Linked DNA regions of Mus musculus: regions 1 and 3 are each linked to region 2. A link is a contact called in public HiChIP or PLAC-seq data. All regions are on one chromosome and are shown on one strand. The core of a region is the stretch at or near the end of the contact, and the rest is flanking DNA. Distances in the headings are between cores, read along the strand shown. Region 1 overlaps Map4k4 (mitogen-activated protein kinase kinase kinase kinase 4). Region 2 has its middle 14 kb from the start of Rfx8. Region 3 overlaps Map4k4 (mitogen-activated protein kinase kinase kinase kinase 4).

Region 1 (2,700 bases), core at 31-2,530, 190 kb after region 2:
GTATATGATAGGGTTGACAAACATTTAAAACACCATAGTCTTTTTTGGTCACATTAGTTTTCTCCTCCCTTTTTTTCTCTTTTAAAGTAATGTTAAAGAAGATATTGAATGTTGGGGGATTGAGGTGGGGGATATAGTACTGACCTTTAAAAAATATCTTCATTCTAGGTTCTATGACCCAGTATAGGGGAATGCCAGGGCCAGGAATGGGAGTGGGTGGGTTGGGGAGCAGGGGGAGGGGATAGGGGATTTTTGGAGGGGAAACTAGGAAAGGGGATAACATTTGCAATGTAAATAAAGAAAATATCTAATAAAAATATCTTCATTCTAGCAAAAGTCTAGTCACCATTAATTACAGTATTTGCAGATGAGCATGAGGAGGTAGGACAATAGCAGAGTGACCCAAATGGCTTGGAACCTTTGCTTTCGCTAAGGCGCCTCAATTCATGCCTGGCAATGCTAGCTAGACTTGCTTTTCTTAGCTCAACAGGAAATGAGAGCCCGGCTCTGTAGAGGAAGTCAAATACACCCAGCTTTCAGTGTGCAGGCTCCTCGTTGGCTGTCTAGGAGAACAATCAGATTGGGCTCACTCTAAATAATGCTCATTTTGAAAAGGAACTCAGCTACAGCTACAGTAGACTCTGATTCAGTAGGTCTGGGTGGGGCCTGGGACTCGTGGGTCTACTCTTCCTCCATGGTGTCAAAGTACTTCCACACCGTGAATACTGAGGATGCAGATTGTTGAAGTCTGCCCAGCGTGTTGCAGGCTAGGCGACTGCCTAGGGGTTTCATTGGAGCAGACCTAATCCAGTGCCAGATTTGGATTGAGATTGTATCTCATGTGTGCAGGATGAAGTGTCTTGTGAAGCCACGCAAACTGATGATGTGAATAGATTGTAGCTTTTAGTGAGGGTTCTAGGTTTTCTAGGACTTAGTGGAGACAGGATAGTTGAGATGGCCACATCTGACCTTTGGGTACACAGGTAGGGGGCTTTATGGCTGCTCAGGTCTCAGTTTCACCAAGGTCGGGGGTCTCCCCCCCCCCCCCCCCTCGGGGAGTACAGAGTCATGCCGCTGCCTCCTTGCCACCACTGGTAGCAGTTGCTGAAACTCGGGATCCCATTTTGGTTGCTAGAGCACATCTAGCAGAGAAGGAACAGTGTTTGAGAGAGAATGAGCAGGAGGCCTGCCTTCCGAGTGAGGGCGACAGAGTTGGCCCAGGGTAGAGGGTTCCTAGTAGAGACACAAGAGGCCATTGTGGTGTGGAAGAGCTGCAGAGCCATCCGGTGACAGCTTTCAGACTACAGCTGTGCTCTGAGTCAGCAAGGGTGGGCAGGTAGAAGCGAGACTTTCATGCACACCCGTCCCCGTTTTGATCGCGTGCTCTTTCTTGCATCTAGGAAAGCAGTCAGGGAAAGGTGCCATTGACAGAGAAGCTTCAGACCAGGTTGTGGGAATACAGGTGCCAGAAGAAGTGGGTGGGAGGCAGGAAGAGCCTGAGGAGTAGAAGGAGACTGAGGAAGAAGCAGATTCGCTCTTAGTTCCTGCAAAGGTCTGCATGGCAGAGATCTGCATGTCTGTGGGGAATGGTGCATAAGAATCTGCTTCCCTCACCTCTTAGAAATTCCTAAGACCTTGTGAGGCAGAGGGACTCTCGCCCCAGTGTGAATGCCGCCCCTCCCCCTCTGATTGAACTATCTTTGTCTTCCCACTGATAGCTTTATCTGAAGTAAATTACTTTCCGGAGTTTCCAAACTAGTGGTTTGAAGTAAAGAGAAAAACTGCTAAGCTATTTGAAGATACATTCCTTTCTAAAAATTCTCAAAGTTGTTGACTAACTAAAAATTCTTGCAGTCACTTCAGTGATTTTTGCCAAGATTGTTTCATGTTTGTTTAATGTTGTTGTGGGTAAGATAGTCTTGACTGCAAGAAATAGAAGATACAGCTGAGTTTCAGCTAGTCACGGGGCTGTCCTGTGACAAAGTGGCTTCGGGTCTAGAGTTTGCTGAGTTTCCCCTTGGTCATCTTAAGGATGTGGCTCTGTCCTGCATGTCCTTCCTAGCTGCAACCTCTCTTAAAAATTTTTATTCTTATTATTTTAACTGTAGGCACGCTAATAAGTGTTAATTTTTAAAATCAGTTTTAATTTTTAGGCTTTAATTTCTTTGGTGTTTTTTTTTTTGTTTGTTTGGTTTTTTTTTGTTTCAATTTATTTATTTATTTATTTATTTTGAGTTTTTCAAGACAGAGTTTCTCTATGTAGCTGTCTGTCCCTGAACTCTCTGTAGACCAGGCTGGCCTTGAACTCAGAAATCTACCTGCCTCTGCCTCCCAAGTGGTGGGATTAAAAGCATGTGCCACCACTGCCTGGCTTCTTTGGTTTTTTTAAGAATTTATTTTATGTGAGTGTCTGTCTGCATGTATGTATGTATATCATGTGTATGCCTGGTGCCTGCGTTCTGTTCCTACCACCCCCAGGTATGACTCCAAACCATCTGTAACTCCACTTGGAGGAGACTCCAAGGCTGTCTTCCTGTGAGCAAACCACGTGGAGCAAGCCAGTAAGCAGCAGCCCTCCATGGCCTCTGCATCCATCAGCTCCTGCCTCCAGGTTCCTGCCCTGTGTGATTTCCTGTCCTGACTTTCTTTTATGATGAACCATGAGGAGGAAGTGTAAGCCAAAGAAACCCTTTCCTCCCC
Region 2 (2,747 bases), core at 50-2,549:
GAGGCAGGAGCTGATGCAGAAGCCATGGAGGGGTGCTGCTTACTGGCTTGCTCTGCAAAGCTTGCTTAGCCTACTTTCTTATAGAACTTGGGACCACCAGCCCAGGGATGGCACCACACACAATGGGCTGAGCTTCCCCCGACCCCTATTGATCACTAACTGAGAAAAGGCCTTACAGTTGGATCTCATGGAGGCATTTCCTCAAATGAAGCTCCTTCTTCTCTGATGACTCTAGCTTGTTTCAAGTTGACCCACAAAACCAACCAGAGTAAGGGCGGCACTCAGTTATTCATTCACACAGCAAATATCCAGGAAACCCCTGTGTCCAGTTTTATGCTGGGGCTTGGAGACCCCAGTAAAGGCAGGTTGCAGTGTCTGCTTATGCACCTATGATAACTGCCATGCTTCATAGATAAGCAAAAATAAAATATGGCTACTCCCAACATGCCTCCAAAATAGACTATATTGGATAATAGCTAGAGACCTGAGAGGTCATGTGCCCAAACCACAGGGATCCTACAGGGAACACCTGGACCACAGGGGCCGGAACACCACAGGGATACATCTGAGATGAGAGGAAGGTGGGGGCTGAGGTCCAGTCACGCCCAGTCCCGTGTGGCCATGGCCGTCACCGGAGCAACCATTACTCCAAAGCACAAGGGCTTAATGAAGACGACAAAGCCTTGGAAGAGATCATACAGTCGGAAACTGCCTGGGACGGTGCCCGTGTATGTCTGTCACCTCCCTACAGTTCGTCCTGTGTTTCTTACCCACTCTGGAGGGTGTTGGGACTTGATCTGTGAGTCACAGTTGCCCTCCACACTCGCCGATCTAACCAACGTGCTCAAGGATGTTCAGGGGAAATGAAACACAAGTTAACCTTCCCAATCCTAGTAGATAGGATGCAGAACGCTTTGGGGCTGGAATCAGAAATGGATGCCACCTCCAAGGGCCTTCAGCCACCTGTGTCTGAGAAGTGTTAGTGACATTTGCCCTCCCCACTTGTGGCAGACGGTGCCCACACAGAGATAAATATTCGTTTGTCCCGAGCGGGCTAGGAAACAGATGGCTGCAGTGGTTTCTTTCGGGCCTCGCTTCCTGCCTCGCATCCTGAGTCACAATCACACACATACACATCCTCTGGTTTTCCTCTCAGCTCGCACAGGAACTCGCATTTCGGTGGACTGAAGAATGCCCAGAAGTTCCAACACTCTTGGCACGGGATTTTTCTGCTCCTGGACGTTTATTGGGCCTTTTGATTCAGAGTAAGATGATAACTTTGCAGTGGGTCCCACCTGCTCGGGCTGAATCGCAGGCTGCATTTAAAGACATTTTACACCTCCACTCAGCACGCAACGGACCAACCTCTCTGCCTTGTCACCCTCTTGTAGCCCCGGCAAGGACCTCACCTCTTCCCACTGTCCAGGCAGGCTTTCCTCAGTGGCCCCTCAGAGGCTCGGGAGGCTGGAGTTCTGTGTGCCCACTCTTTCCGTCTCCATTCTTCTCTATTCCACACTTTCCATCTCTCATATTCCTAGGGTTGGGGTGATGAAGATCAGAGTGAAACTAACGTAAAACCTGACTGAAGTGCTCCGTGATGTCACCCTGTCACGGTGGCTCAAAGCACCCATCTAGTACTAAGGCTGGGATGCCTGTCCTCCTCCCCCACTGCAGAGCACCCACGTGGAGACCTGGTCCCATCCTTAGCCCCAAGACAAACAGAAACTTGTTAAAAAAAAACTTTCATGTCTACTAGTCTATGGAATAAGTATTTTATCTATCTATCTATCTATCTGTCTGTCTATCTATCTATCTATCTACCTATCTATCTATTTATTTATTTATTGTTGGACAGGTTCTAACTTTGTAGCCCAGGCTGACCTCAAACTCAAAGTCCTCTGCCCCAGCCTTCAGTGACATGATTATAGGTATGCACACCCATGCCCCTGGGCTTGGATGTATCTATTGTTTTATAAATGGGATCCCTGTGAATGTAAGCAGTTTGCTCACAATGTATCATTGTCATCATTTCAATGGTAACTAAGTCTGGGATCACATACACAGGTTCTGTCCTTTACATAAACTTCCCTTTGCGCCCAGTCCACTTCTCTTTCTCCTGGTTTACTGGTGTCCACACTGCTTCAGCTAATCTGCCTTTGTGCTGAAAGCCCTCCCAAGGGGCTCCCAGTTTCAGCCTTGCCCTGCCTGTGGCTCATGTGTGTCAGCATTGCACAGATAAGACTCTAACACACACCCTGTGCTTCACTCTTTGCCAGAGTGACAAGGACTAGTCTGGTGGTCATCCAGATATATACTGATATCCAGCATGTGTCCGTGTGGGCCAAGTAAGGTTCCATAGCATGGCTGAGGAAAAAAGTCTTCTACCCAGAGGTGGTAGAACCAAAAGCTGTGTGTTTTTAAGGCACCGTTGGTTTGTGTGTGTGTGTGTGTGTGTGCCTTTTGCTGTAACATTGAAGCTTCAGTTTCTCAGGGTGGGGGTGGTGCTTTTGTTTGGAGCCACCAGGAGCTGACACTTGTCACTTGAACTTCCTGACTTTGTTGGCTCTGCCAGGCATGCAGGGGCCTTTGCGTTTGATTTCCTCTGTGAGGAAGAAAAACAAAACAAAACAAAAAGTCTCAATTTATCATGGGACCCAGCACAGGAAAGCTTGCACAATAGACCCCAAGCTCCCTCACTTGGGAAAGCTGTCTCAGCCCGGGGAAGAGAGCTCCTCAAATCCAACAAA
Region 3 (2,700 bases), core at 46-2,545, 210 kb after region 2:
AGCCTCTTACTTTATTCATTTTCAAGAGGGTTGGAAAGAAACCCAGAAGAGGCCACATAATACAGTGACATTGACAGAGAATAACTACCGAGTTGTGTGTTGTCATAAGAGCGAGCAGCAGGGTAAAATGTACTTTTTTTTTTATCTGTTTAGAGTAACCTATTGAGGTAGTTGAGGGTATGGACAGCTAGTCCCCCCCCCACCCCCCCATCTTGTATTAGCTTAGAAAAGTTAATGAGGAATTTGCCTGTGCTAGATTTGTGAATCTTGATTAACAAAGTGACAAGATTTTGTCAAATGCTTTCTAAAAATGGAATTTGTTTTGATATATATGTATTTTTTAAGTAGAGTGAAAAATTCTTGTATTCTGGCCTAAAATTTCCTAAAAGATTTCTTGTAGGTTTCCTAGTAAAGGCTTTCTGTCTGTCATAAAGATTGAATTCACATGGCCAGGACTAGGGACTAAAAGTAAGTGCTTCAGCCTGGCAAGAAGACTGTCCTGTCTTCTTCACTGTTTGTCTCCCACCCTCCCATTTTCCATTTTTAGGACTCTGCAGGAGGGAAAGTCTGCACAGCTAGTGTTGGGTGGGCCTAGGACACTATTGGAGGAGCTGAAGGGCATCATGTCTCCCAGACCTGGCTTCTGGTCCCTAGTGTATTCTTCATCCTTACAGTCAGTAGCTGAGTTTGGCTTCTTCTGGGATCGGGGTCCGTGTTGCACAGGACAAAATGTGTATACGGGCATTTGTGTTTGCATTAAGAACTGCCTGTTGCAGGAATGCTGGCCATGTAGCTGTGCAGCAGGAAGGCTTAGCCATATCTGAGTTCTGAGTTTGGTAAAAGGGATAATGGAAGTCGGCTGCATTTCATCCTTTCCTTGTTTCCCACCTTCGTGGCCAGTAAACACGGTTTCTTCCACATCGCCCACTTCCCTTAAAGTACTTTTAAGGATGTTTTTATTAATAAGCTGTTAGTTACTACTGTGAGGGATACTCTCTGAGGAAGGAGAACTATCTGAGAGAACTTGACAGAACCTTGTGCATTCATACATCCACCTTTGCTTTCTCATTGGCCATTGGCCTTTTCATTATGAGCTGTCACTGAAGATTTGACTGTGCCTGCTCTTAGTTCTGTACAGTAAGAAAGGAATATTAAAATATAACCCACCATTTTTGTTGGGAGTGAAAATATTGGCATTGTGAGCATTTTGGGGCTTTGAGTCATATGTACACACATCTTAACTGACAGTTAGCATTTTTTCCTAGTTGACTGCCTAGGGGCAGGAAGTAAACCCAGCCAGTGCTACAGTTCCTCTTCACTTGGCTGTGCTGTGAAGTGGCTGTCCTAGTGAGCCTTATTCATAGAGCTGGGGAACAGTGGCTCTGCACTGCTGTTGCATTTCTGGGCACGTGGAGTATAGCAATACCCTCAGTGTTGCTGGTCTTGGGGAGGTGGTGTTTGTCGCCTTGTTTTGTTCTGTGAGGTGGTGTGTGTGTGTGTGTGTGTGTGTGTGTGTGTGTGTGTGTGTAAGGGATAGAGAGTCGAGTTTCCTTTTGTTGCTGAGGATGCTCAATGAGGTGAGCATCTGCTCAGTAGAAAGGCGTGCCAGCTTTCTGCCTGTACATCATGAGAACAGCGGATGCCCCTCTCTTTGTGTTTGACCCATCTTTGCCTCAGGAGGTCATGAAGACTCTGATCTTAAAATAAATCATAGACCCTAAGTGCTGCTTCTCAGACCCTCCTGCGAGGTTTCATTATAGGCCTAAATATAAGCTGTAGCTGACATCACATCTGGAAACTGAGGAGACGCAATATAGACCAGCCTGTTCTTGTTTGTAGCTGGGGAAATCAGTACTTATCCTTCAGTGGTTAAAGGTCGGTGGGAGTGGCATTTGTAGTGCTAGTGTCAGGAGGGACCCCACGCCCCTGTCCTTTGTGCTTTGTGATCCTCTTTGTCACAGGGCTGCCTTGTTTATCCCTTAGGCCTGCAGCTTGGTGTTAGCACTGACTTTATCCAGGTGTTGTTGAAGCTGTAGGCATACCTCCATAGGTAGTGAGTTTTGTATTTTATTTCATGGAGAACACAGATGCAGGGCTTGCTTAGCTTCTGAGGTCTCAGTTGTTGAGAGCACTGCACAAGGATTTGTGTGTAGCTTTGAGATAGAAGGTACATGAGCGGAAAGCTTAGGCCTAAGGAACCTTCAGCAGTAGTTCATGAAGTTAAGTGACGTCAGAAACTCGTTGCTGTGGGTATTATTTTGTGAGTGCTTTTGGAATAATGACCTATTAACCTATTTTTAGATCATCCTCACTTGGCAGTTCTAGAATACTTGTTACAAGTTTCAGAAACATTGCAAATAAACTATGTTTCTGTGTCTGTGAGAACACCATCCTAGCAAGTAATAAAAACTGTAGGGAGTAGGTCATATCTACAGCATAATGATCTGTTGTTTGCAAATAATAAAAATCAAAGTGTAAAATTCATTCCAGAATTTTAATTCAGTAAATCAAATGTACAGTTCTAGTAACCGATCATTGAGTATTTATTTTTTATTTTTATTTTTTATTTTTTTGTTACTCAGAAATCCGCCTGCCTCTGCCTCCCAAGTGATGGGATTAAAGGTGTGCACCACCACTGCCCGGCAGATCATTGAGTATTTTAAATGGGAAAATAAAACTTTATAAAAACAGTCTGCCATG

Evidence for each region. HiChIP or PLAC-seq counts read pairs in DNA pulled down with a chosen protein or histone mark.
Region 1: an H3K4me3 HiChIP or PLAC-seq map of fetal liver shows a contact between it and region 2, with 5 times the contacts expected there. The contact joins two enhancer-like sites. A contact is called at or near these places in 1 of 15 datasets of contacts at CTCF or cohesin (pro-B cells), 1 of 484 Hi-C or Micro-C datasets (embryonic stem cells), 17 of 115 datasets of contacts at active chromatin or transcription factors (the 230-238 cell line, acute myeloid leukemia, bone marrow-derived macrophages and 11 more) and 3 of 9 other capture datasets (bone marrow-derived macrophages, liver and pancreatic islet).
Region 3: a contact with region 2 is called in an H3K4me3 HiChIP or PLAC-seq map of pro-B cells, with 3 times the contacts expected there. The contact joins two enhancer-like sites. A contact is called at or near these places in 1 of 15 datasets of contacts at CTCF or cohesin (pro-B cells), 2 of 484 Hi-C or Micro-C datasets (bone marrow-derived macrophages and embryonic stem cells), 15 of 115 datasets of contacts at active chromatin or transcription factors (the 230-238 cell line, T-cell acute lymphoblastic leukemia, acute myeloid leukemia and 11 more) and 3 of 9 other capture datasets (adipose tissue, bone marrow-derived macrophages and embryonic trunk).

Annotation. Positions count from the first base shown.
Region 1 is chr1:39,922,316-39,925,015 of GRCm38.p6, forward strand. The region is part of intron 2 of Map4k4 (mitogen-activated protein kinase kinase kinase kinase 4); the gene reads left to right. Among named protein-coding and RNA genes, the nearest start is that of Map4k4, 23 kb to the left of the region's middle. Within about 2 kb of position 1,281, at least 160 of the 459 cell types and tissues checked have an H3K27ac peak or open chromatin away from gene starts, as enhancers often do. A contact at or near this core is called in bone marrow-derived macrophages, liver, memory CD8 T cells and 1 more, where this site is marked.
Region 2 is chr1:39,733,467-39,736,213 of GRCm38.p6, forward strand. No RefSeq gene overlaps it. Among named protein-coding and RNA genes, the nearest start is that of Rfx8, 14 kb to the left of the region's middle. Within about 2 kb of position 1,300, at least 84 of the 459 cell types and tissues checked have an H3K27ac peak or open chromatin away from gene starts, as enhancers often do. A contact at or near this core is called in T-cell acute lymphoblastic leukemia, bone marrow-derived macrophages, liver and 2 more, where this site is marked.
Region 3 is chr1:39,943,231-39,945,930 of GRCm38.p6, forward strand. All of the region lies in intron 2 of Map4k4 (mitogen-activated protein kinase kinase kinase kinase 4), which reads left to right. Among named protein-coding and RNA genes, the nearest start is that of Map4k4, 44 kb to the left of the region's middle. RefSeq lists an enhancer at 2,380-2,700. Within about 2 kb of position 1,296, at least 107 of the 459 cell types and tissues checked have an H3K27ac peak or open chromatin away from gene starts, as enhancers often do. A contact at or near this core is called in T-cell acute lymphoblastic leukemia, bone marrow-derived macrophages and pro-B cells, where this site is marked.